Linked DNA regions of Mus musculus: region 2 is linked to region 1. A link is a contact called in public Micro-C data. All regions are on one chromosome and are shown on one strand. Each heading gives the region's core, a stretch centred on a gene start, on an enhancer-like site or on the middle of the called end of the contact. The rest is flanking DNA. Distances are from core to core; before and after follow the strand shown.

Region 1 (3,168 bases), core at 321-2,820:
AGTTATTAGGGTACGGGGAGAGTGAGCCTGTTCAGCAGTATTTCTTTGTGGGTGAGCTTGATCTTTCTCAGTAGTTCAGTCCTGTAGCAATCACCAAATAAGACTCAGCAGCTGCAGACCAGTTCTCTAGGCAGGCAGACACTAGGCAGGAACCAGAAGCTGTTGTTCAATCCTGAAGAAATTGCCAGGTTCACCAGCAGAAGCTACTAGCTGCTGCAGGAACTTCACAAGCAGTTCTTGGACGAATTTTTCTCAGTGCTGGTGTTACCACAAGTTGAACGCAACAATAGAAGGCTCATAGAGTGTTAGCAAGGCAGAGCAAACCAACGCTCATTGCTTGTTTCCCACTGTCTTTGGGGGTCATATTTATACTCCTTCATCAAGCATCCTTTCACGTGTTTGCTATATCAAGACATCCTTTCACCTGTGTCTGCTAGAGGAAAAACTTTTTTCCTGTGTCTGCTCCAGCAAAATATCCTTTTACCTGTGTCTGCTTTAGCACTGACATCCACCTGTGTGCTCCTGCAAACCATCATTTGACATAACTTTCCAAAGAAACTAGATGTTTCCACTCAAAGGTCTATTAGAGTTGATATCATAAGTAAAGGAAATTGGGGGTGCAGGTAGCAAAGGTAACATTTCAAATTGAAAATGCATTTTTCATTCTGATGGCTGTGTGCATAATGGACTGAAATGGGCATTGCTGGAAGCAATCAGTCATATAGCATACATCCTGTCTCATTTTCTACACTGTTCTTAAATTTAATTGAACCAATACATCGTAATTATATGCTCCTTGGAGGATCACATCTCAGCAGCATTTGCCCACAATCATCTTTACTTTATGTTTTGTATGCTTTGCAGTTGTAGATGGAAACAGCATAACCCTTCTTGCCTTTCACAGTGAAAGTCTGGACATTTTGGGCACTTTTGGTCATATAGTTTCCTTGACTACTGCATTTTTGTGTTTTTACACTCTAAAGAGAAACACACACACACACACACACACACACACACATTTGATTATCTATTAGATTTTGAGTTTTCATACATACAAACCTGCATTAAATTTTATCTTGTTATTATAACATGGTGCCTGTCTGTAAACATTTTTAACAAATGTTCAAAGAATGAATGGCAGGATAAAGGGTGGCGCTCAAACATTAAAGGAAACCTCTTCTGTAAGCTACGTAAGTTCAGGATTCCAGTAAGTTTGTCTTGAAACAGCTCAGTTGTGATGTTCAGAGTTCTCGAACAAAAAGTACCACTCCCTTTAGATATGCCTAATTTGCAACAACTGTAAATAGATGCCAGGCCAATTAACTTACTTTGGTCACACCAGTGGGTGGACAAGCTAGGATTTCCGTACCGCATCATGGCGGCCGTCTGCGGGAGTCTGGTGTTTGGAACAAACTTGAGCGACTTCCTGTAGCAGCACCGCTGTGCAATGAATGCCGGCTCCTGAGACGAGCATCATGGCGTCTCTGGCGGGTGCTGGTCAGTGCAGCACGCCAGGGGAAGAGGCAGCCGTAAAGGAGTCTCCGTTTCCTCTTCCACCTCCCACCGGCTGTCGTAAAAGGTGAATGGAGAGAGAGTTGTCGGGGGGAAGGAGGGAGGACAGGGGGCGCGGAGTCAGAGTGGCGCAGCAAGTAGCTGCAGGCGGTGGTGGCAGCGGCAGGGGGTGGGGGTGAGGTGGTCCCCTGAGGTAGAGGGGGCCAAAAAGGGCCAGGAGACATCCCGGCTGCAACCCGGCCTGCTGGCTCTGGGACCCGAGCTCCCGCCCGCGGACATGGACCTCAATCGGATCATCCAGGCGCTGAAGGGCACTATCGACCCAAAGCTGAGAATTGCAGCTGAGACGGAGCTTAACCAGGTGAGCGAGGGGCTGCCCCTCTTTCTCTTTTTCCTACTCTTCTCCCTTCTCTCCCTCTCTCCTCCAACCCCAGCCTGAGACCAGGACCCCTGCGGAGCAACTGGAGCACCTGTTGGCTATCTGTCCTTTTCTTGGTGCACTTGCTCAGTTCTCTTGGACACATAGCACAAAGAAGCTACGAAACCATTGATAGTGGTCTTTGGGTGTGTTTTCTTTTCCTTTAATGCGCTTACGTGGAGACGCGGTGGGAAAATTCACCAAAGCTAAGCTAGCTTTTCTCCGGACCCGCCCTTTTCAGGTGTTGCTGTCGGAAACCCTGCCCCTCGCCTGCTTCTGGCGGTGGCAGTGTGGATCATGGCACAGTATTGCTGGAGCGCTGGGCAGCACTGTCCGAGAGAGTTCTAGGAAGGGCACGCGGTTTCCCCGTACCATTTCAAAGACTGGGCCGGCCAGTAATACAATATTTGAGGCATTTCTTTGGAATACTGAAATGTGTGTGACTTTGCTTTAGCTGCTTTCCATTTTTCTAAGCAGTCTAGACATTCATTGTTCCAGTGTTACTCTCGTCTTTTTTTTTTTTTTTTTTTTTTTTTTTTGTCCATACCATACTTCTCCCTCCTCCTCCTTTTTTTTCTTCCTTTCATTTCAGAGACAGGGTCTCACTGTGTAGTTCTGGTTAACCTGGAATTCTGTGTTAAACAGGCTGGTTTGGAACTCATAAATCTGCCTGTTGCTTCTGCCTCTGCCTCTAGTCTGCTGGGTTTAAAGGTGTGTGTTACCACATCTGGCCCAACCTTTCAGAATTGTAATATCACAAGCTCTGGTTCTGCTCATGTAAGAGGGACTATCATCCTCTTACTAAAATGTACAAATTAAAATTTCCTTACATGGCTTGACAATTGAGCTTGCTACAAGTGTGAAGGGATATTCCTTAATTAGTGGATCTTGAGGGGTTGCTAAGACCAGTGGCCTATGCTTCTCTGAAAACGGTTGGGTATGCAAATTATGGGCTTCATCCCTGATGTAAAGAACCTGAAAACCTGGGAATAGAAACAAGTTTGTGTTTTAAGTGGCTCCCCAGGCAATTCTGTGCCTCCTGAAGTATAAGGATTCTTCTTGGCCAGTGTGTTTGCCCTAGTAGAGGTTTGTTTTTGTTATAAAAGATGTTTTGAATCTTGAAAGAGAAATATTAACTGACAATCTGTGGTGTTTGAGGGACACGTGAATCCAGGATCCTCAAGAGGTAAGAACGAAAGTCGAGACCCTGTTAATATCTATCTGGCTCGGCTGTAGAG
Region 2 (3,304 bases), core at 349-2,848, 190 kb before region 1:
ACCACATGAGACCTGGAAATTTAATTTGGTTGTTGGGTTTGGTGGCAGGTACCTTTATCCACTGCTCTATCTCAATAACCTTTCTTTTTTTATTTTGTCAGGATCAATTATGCTATTGTGTTGTTAAATTAAATTCCAGGAAAAAAATGTGTGTTTATCTCCAAGACTCTTTAAGAGTCATATTCTTTCACATAGCTTGTTTCCAACTGTGGCCACAGCTAGTTTACTGTGTTAATAAAGTATCAATACTAAATGGTCAGCCCTGAAAACATACACAAACAAGTAACATCATACAGACTGAGTAGGTTGTATTTATGTATTTAGAAATACATATACGGACTGAAGAGATGGTTCAGCAGTTAAAAGCAATGACTGCTCTTCCGAAGGTCATGAGTTCAAATCCCAGCAACCACATAGTGGCTCACAACCATCCTTAATGAGATCCAATGCCCTCTTCTGGTGTGTCTGAAGATAGCTACAGTGTACTTAGATATAATAATAAATAAAATCTTAAAATACACACACATCTAATGAAAAAAAAGAGTCCATGATTCTGAAAGAGCAAAATTGTGGGGAGTGGAAGGCACATGGGAGGGTTTAGAGTGAGGAAAGGGAAGGCTGACATGATGTATTTATATTATAATCTCATGGTGCTATACCCCATCAGAACCAGCACTTGGGAGGCAGAAGCATGTGGATCTATGTGAGTTCAAGGCCAGCCAGAGTTACACAAAAGGATTCTGTCTTGAAAAAAAAAAACAACTAAAGTATAAATTCTTACTGTTATTGTCCTAATACTTTGCTAATATTTTTCTACATAGTTGCCCTTGGACCAGAAAGAAGAAAATCTGACTCAGGAGTTATGTTACCAACACTCAGAGTCTCTCTTATTCAAGACATGAGGTATTTGTTACACATGGTAATAAATGTAGCTTTCACCTATATTGCTCAAGTAATAACTATACCTTTTGATTATATATTCTGAAGAAAGTATCATCATAATATAATATTTTTATTTATTTATTTTATATTTATCTTATGAGTATTAGTGTTGACCTGTGGAAGGACACATACATAAACCATGTTGCGGGAAATATTAAAAATGAACCCGCCAACTCTCCTGCTCCTGCTTCTCTCAACCCGCCAACTCTCCGGGAGCAGCTCTCTCCAGCCAGCCCCCATAGCGTCTCTCCAGCCAGCCCCCATAGCGTCTCTCCAGCCAGCCCCCATAGCGTCTGGCTCGCTTGTCCCTGGAGCTACTAGTTCTCTCTACTTTTGGTGGTACCACATTCCAGTAACCAAGTAAAGCAAAATTCTTGAGCCTTATAATTAACCAATCAGATTTATGTATCAATAAATTCTCAGTTTACAAGATGCCAATACAATAATTTCAGAACCAATTGATAACGATAAAAGCTTTATCCCAAATATTCTAATATTCATAACTACCTATGGCTGGTTAAAGGCACGCTGGTTCACATCTGCCTCCATTTTTCCTTCCTTCTCTCTCTTTCTCTCACCCCCACCCCATGCTCTCTTTCCCTGCAACTCTTAGCTCCGCCTCCCTTTTCCCTGTCCAATCACAGGCCTCCTGCTGCCCTAATGTAATTGGACAAGGAAAATCCTGCAACAAAACCATATGCACGCCTGGTGACCCCTAGAGTTCAGACGACGCAGAAGCTGGATCTCCTAGAACCAGAACTAGAGATGGTTGTTAGCTGACTTAGTAGTTAGCTCTTGTTAGTAGGCACTGAGAACCAACTGAGTCTTCTGCAAAAGCAGCAAACACCCTTAGCCAGGGAGCCACCTCTCCAGCCCCAGTCTCTCCAGCCCCAGTCTTACTGTTTTACTGTTGTGCTGTTTTGTTTTGTTCTTTCTGACATTAAATAAAAAGGGAAGGTGGAGCAGAAGAGTTTTCTAAACTACAATGTCTCCTGTTTGGATTTTTGAAAAGTCTCTAAAATGCCTGTTATCTATACATATATAGACCAAAAAACCCTGTAAATAGCAACAGATACTTAGCAGAAAATTGGTCTCAGAAAGATACAGATTTTTGTATGTATGTATGATTGTTTGTTTGTTTGTTTGTTTTTCAAGAAAGGGCTTCTCTGTGTAGCCCTGTCTGTCCTGGAACTCACTCTGTAAACCAAGTTAGCCTCAGAGCTCAAAAGATTGTCCTGTTTCTGCCTCAAGCCACCACTGCCTGGCAAATTGTAGCTTAAAAAAATACAAGTATTAAAATTTAGCATTTTCTACCAGCAGTGGAGGGCCATGCCTTTAGTTCCAGCACTTAGAAGGCAGGGGCAGGTAGATCTCTCAAGTTTAAGGCCAGCCTAGTCTACAGAGCAAATTCCAGAACACAGAGAAGCCCTGCCTTGAAAAATATGTGATTTAGAAAATAATTGTAACACTTCTGACTTTTTGTACCTTTTATGGTGACACATGTCTTTAATCCCAACTCTTGGAGGCAGAAGCAAGCAGATCTCTGAGTTTATTATGACCAGCCTAGTCTACATAATGATGTTCAAAAGAGCCAGAGCTAAACATGTCTCAAAACAAACAAAAAGTCACTGAGTTCTCTTAAAGTTATACTTTGTTGGTATAATTTGTATGTGTGCACGTGTGTGTGCATGTGTGTTCATGTGTATACTCATGTTCGTGTATGCATGTTTGTGTATGTCCATGTGTATTCTTGTTTCTGGGTCATGTGGGACTATGGAGCAAGTTAAGCAAATCCTTGCTAATTTCAGTAATTAACAGATTTTTTTTTTTTTTTTTTGTAAAACATGAGTCTATCTCAGATGGCATGATTGCTCTCCTAGACTACTGTAAAGATAGTGTAGTTCTCTACATATGACTTTCTTTAAGGACAGTTTAAAAATGGGAAAATGTTAAAATTGTATAATTATTTTGGGTCTTTCACCCATCAATGTAACTGGATGCTGCTTGTCATCCATGCAACAGAAAGACATAAGACACATGGGACTCGTGTCATCTTGAGTTTTTATTTTAACTATGATTTATTTGAAGTGGATGCATTGTTTTAAGAAAAAGTATTTCATATAAGTTGTATAAAAACAAGATTATTTAAATGCAAAAACAATGTCTTGCTTGTTGGCTGTGATTTTTTTAGGCATATTCAGAACATGACTGAGATCAAGACTGACGTTGGACGGGCGCGGGCGTGGATAAGGTTGTCCCTGGAAAAGAAGCTCTTGTCGCAGCACCTCAAGCAGCTGCTCTCTAACCAGCCACTGACCAAGTAAGACCCTGCCTTTCAAGACATGCGTTTCTGTGACTTGTG

Evidence for each region. Hi-C and Micro-C count contacts between places; a contact is called where the count stands out from the background.
Region 2: a contact with region 1 is called in a Micro-C map of embryonic stem cells, with 4 times the contacts expected there. The contact joins the enhancer-like site here to the promoter of Ipo8 in region 1. A contact is called at or near these places in 3 of 39 promoter capture datasets (embryonic stem cells, liver and pre-B cells), 2 of 484 Hi-C or Micro-C datasets (embryonic stem cells and nephron progenitors), 1 of 115 datasets of contacts at active chromatin or transcription factors (embryonic stem cells) and 3 of 9 other capture datasets (adipose tissue, liver and pancreatic islet).

What each region holds. Positions count from the first base shown.
Region 1 is chr6:148,829,869-148,833,036 of GRCm38.p6, reverse strand. It overlaps Ipo8 (importin 8), which reads left to right and starts at 1,570. Exons shown (of 25, transcript NM_001081113.1): 1 at 1,570-1,873. The coding sequence starts at 1,790. 2610017A05Rik (a long non-coding RNA gene) reads right to left here and starts at 1,417. Exons shown (of 2, transcript XR_869626.1): 1 at 1,329-1,417; 2 at 1-172.
Region 2 is chr6:149,016,940-149,020,243 of GRCm38.p6, reverse strand. It overlaps Dennd5b (DENN/MADD domain containing 5B), which reads left to right. Exons shown (of 21, transcript NM_177192.3): 12 at 822-903; 13 at 3,134-3,262. Among named protein-coding and RNA genes, the nearest start is that of Gm25539, 51 kb to the right of the region's middle. Within about 2 kb of position 1,598, at least 7 of the 459 cell types and tissues checked have an H3K27ac peak or open chromatin away from gene starts, as enhancers often do. A contact at or near this core is called in embryonic stem cells, where this site is marked.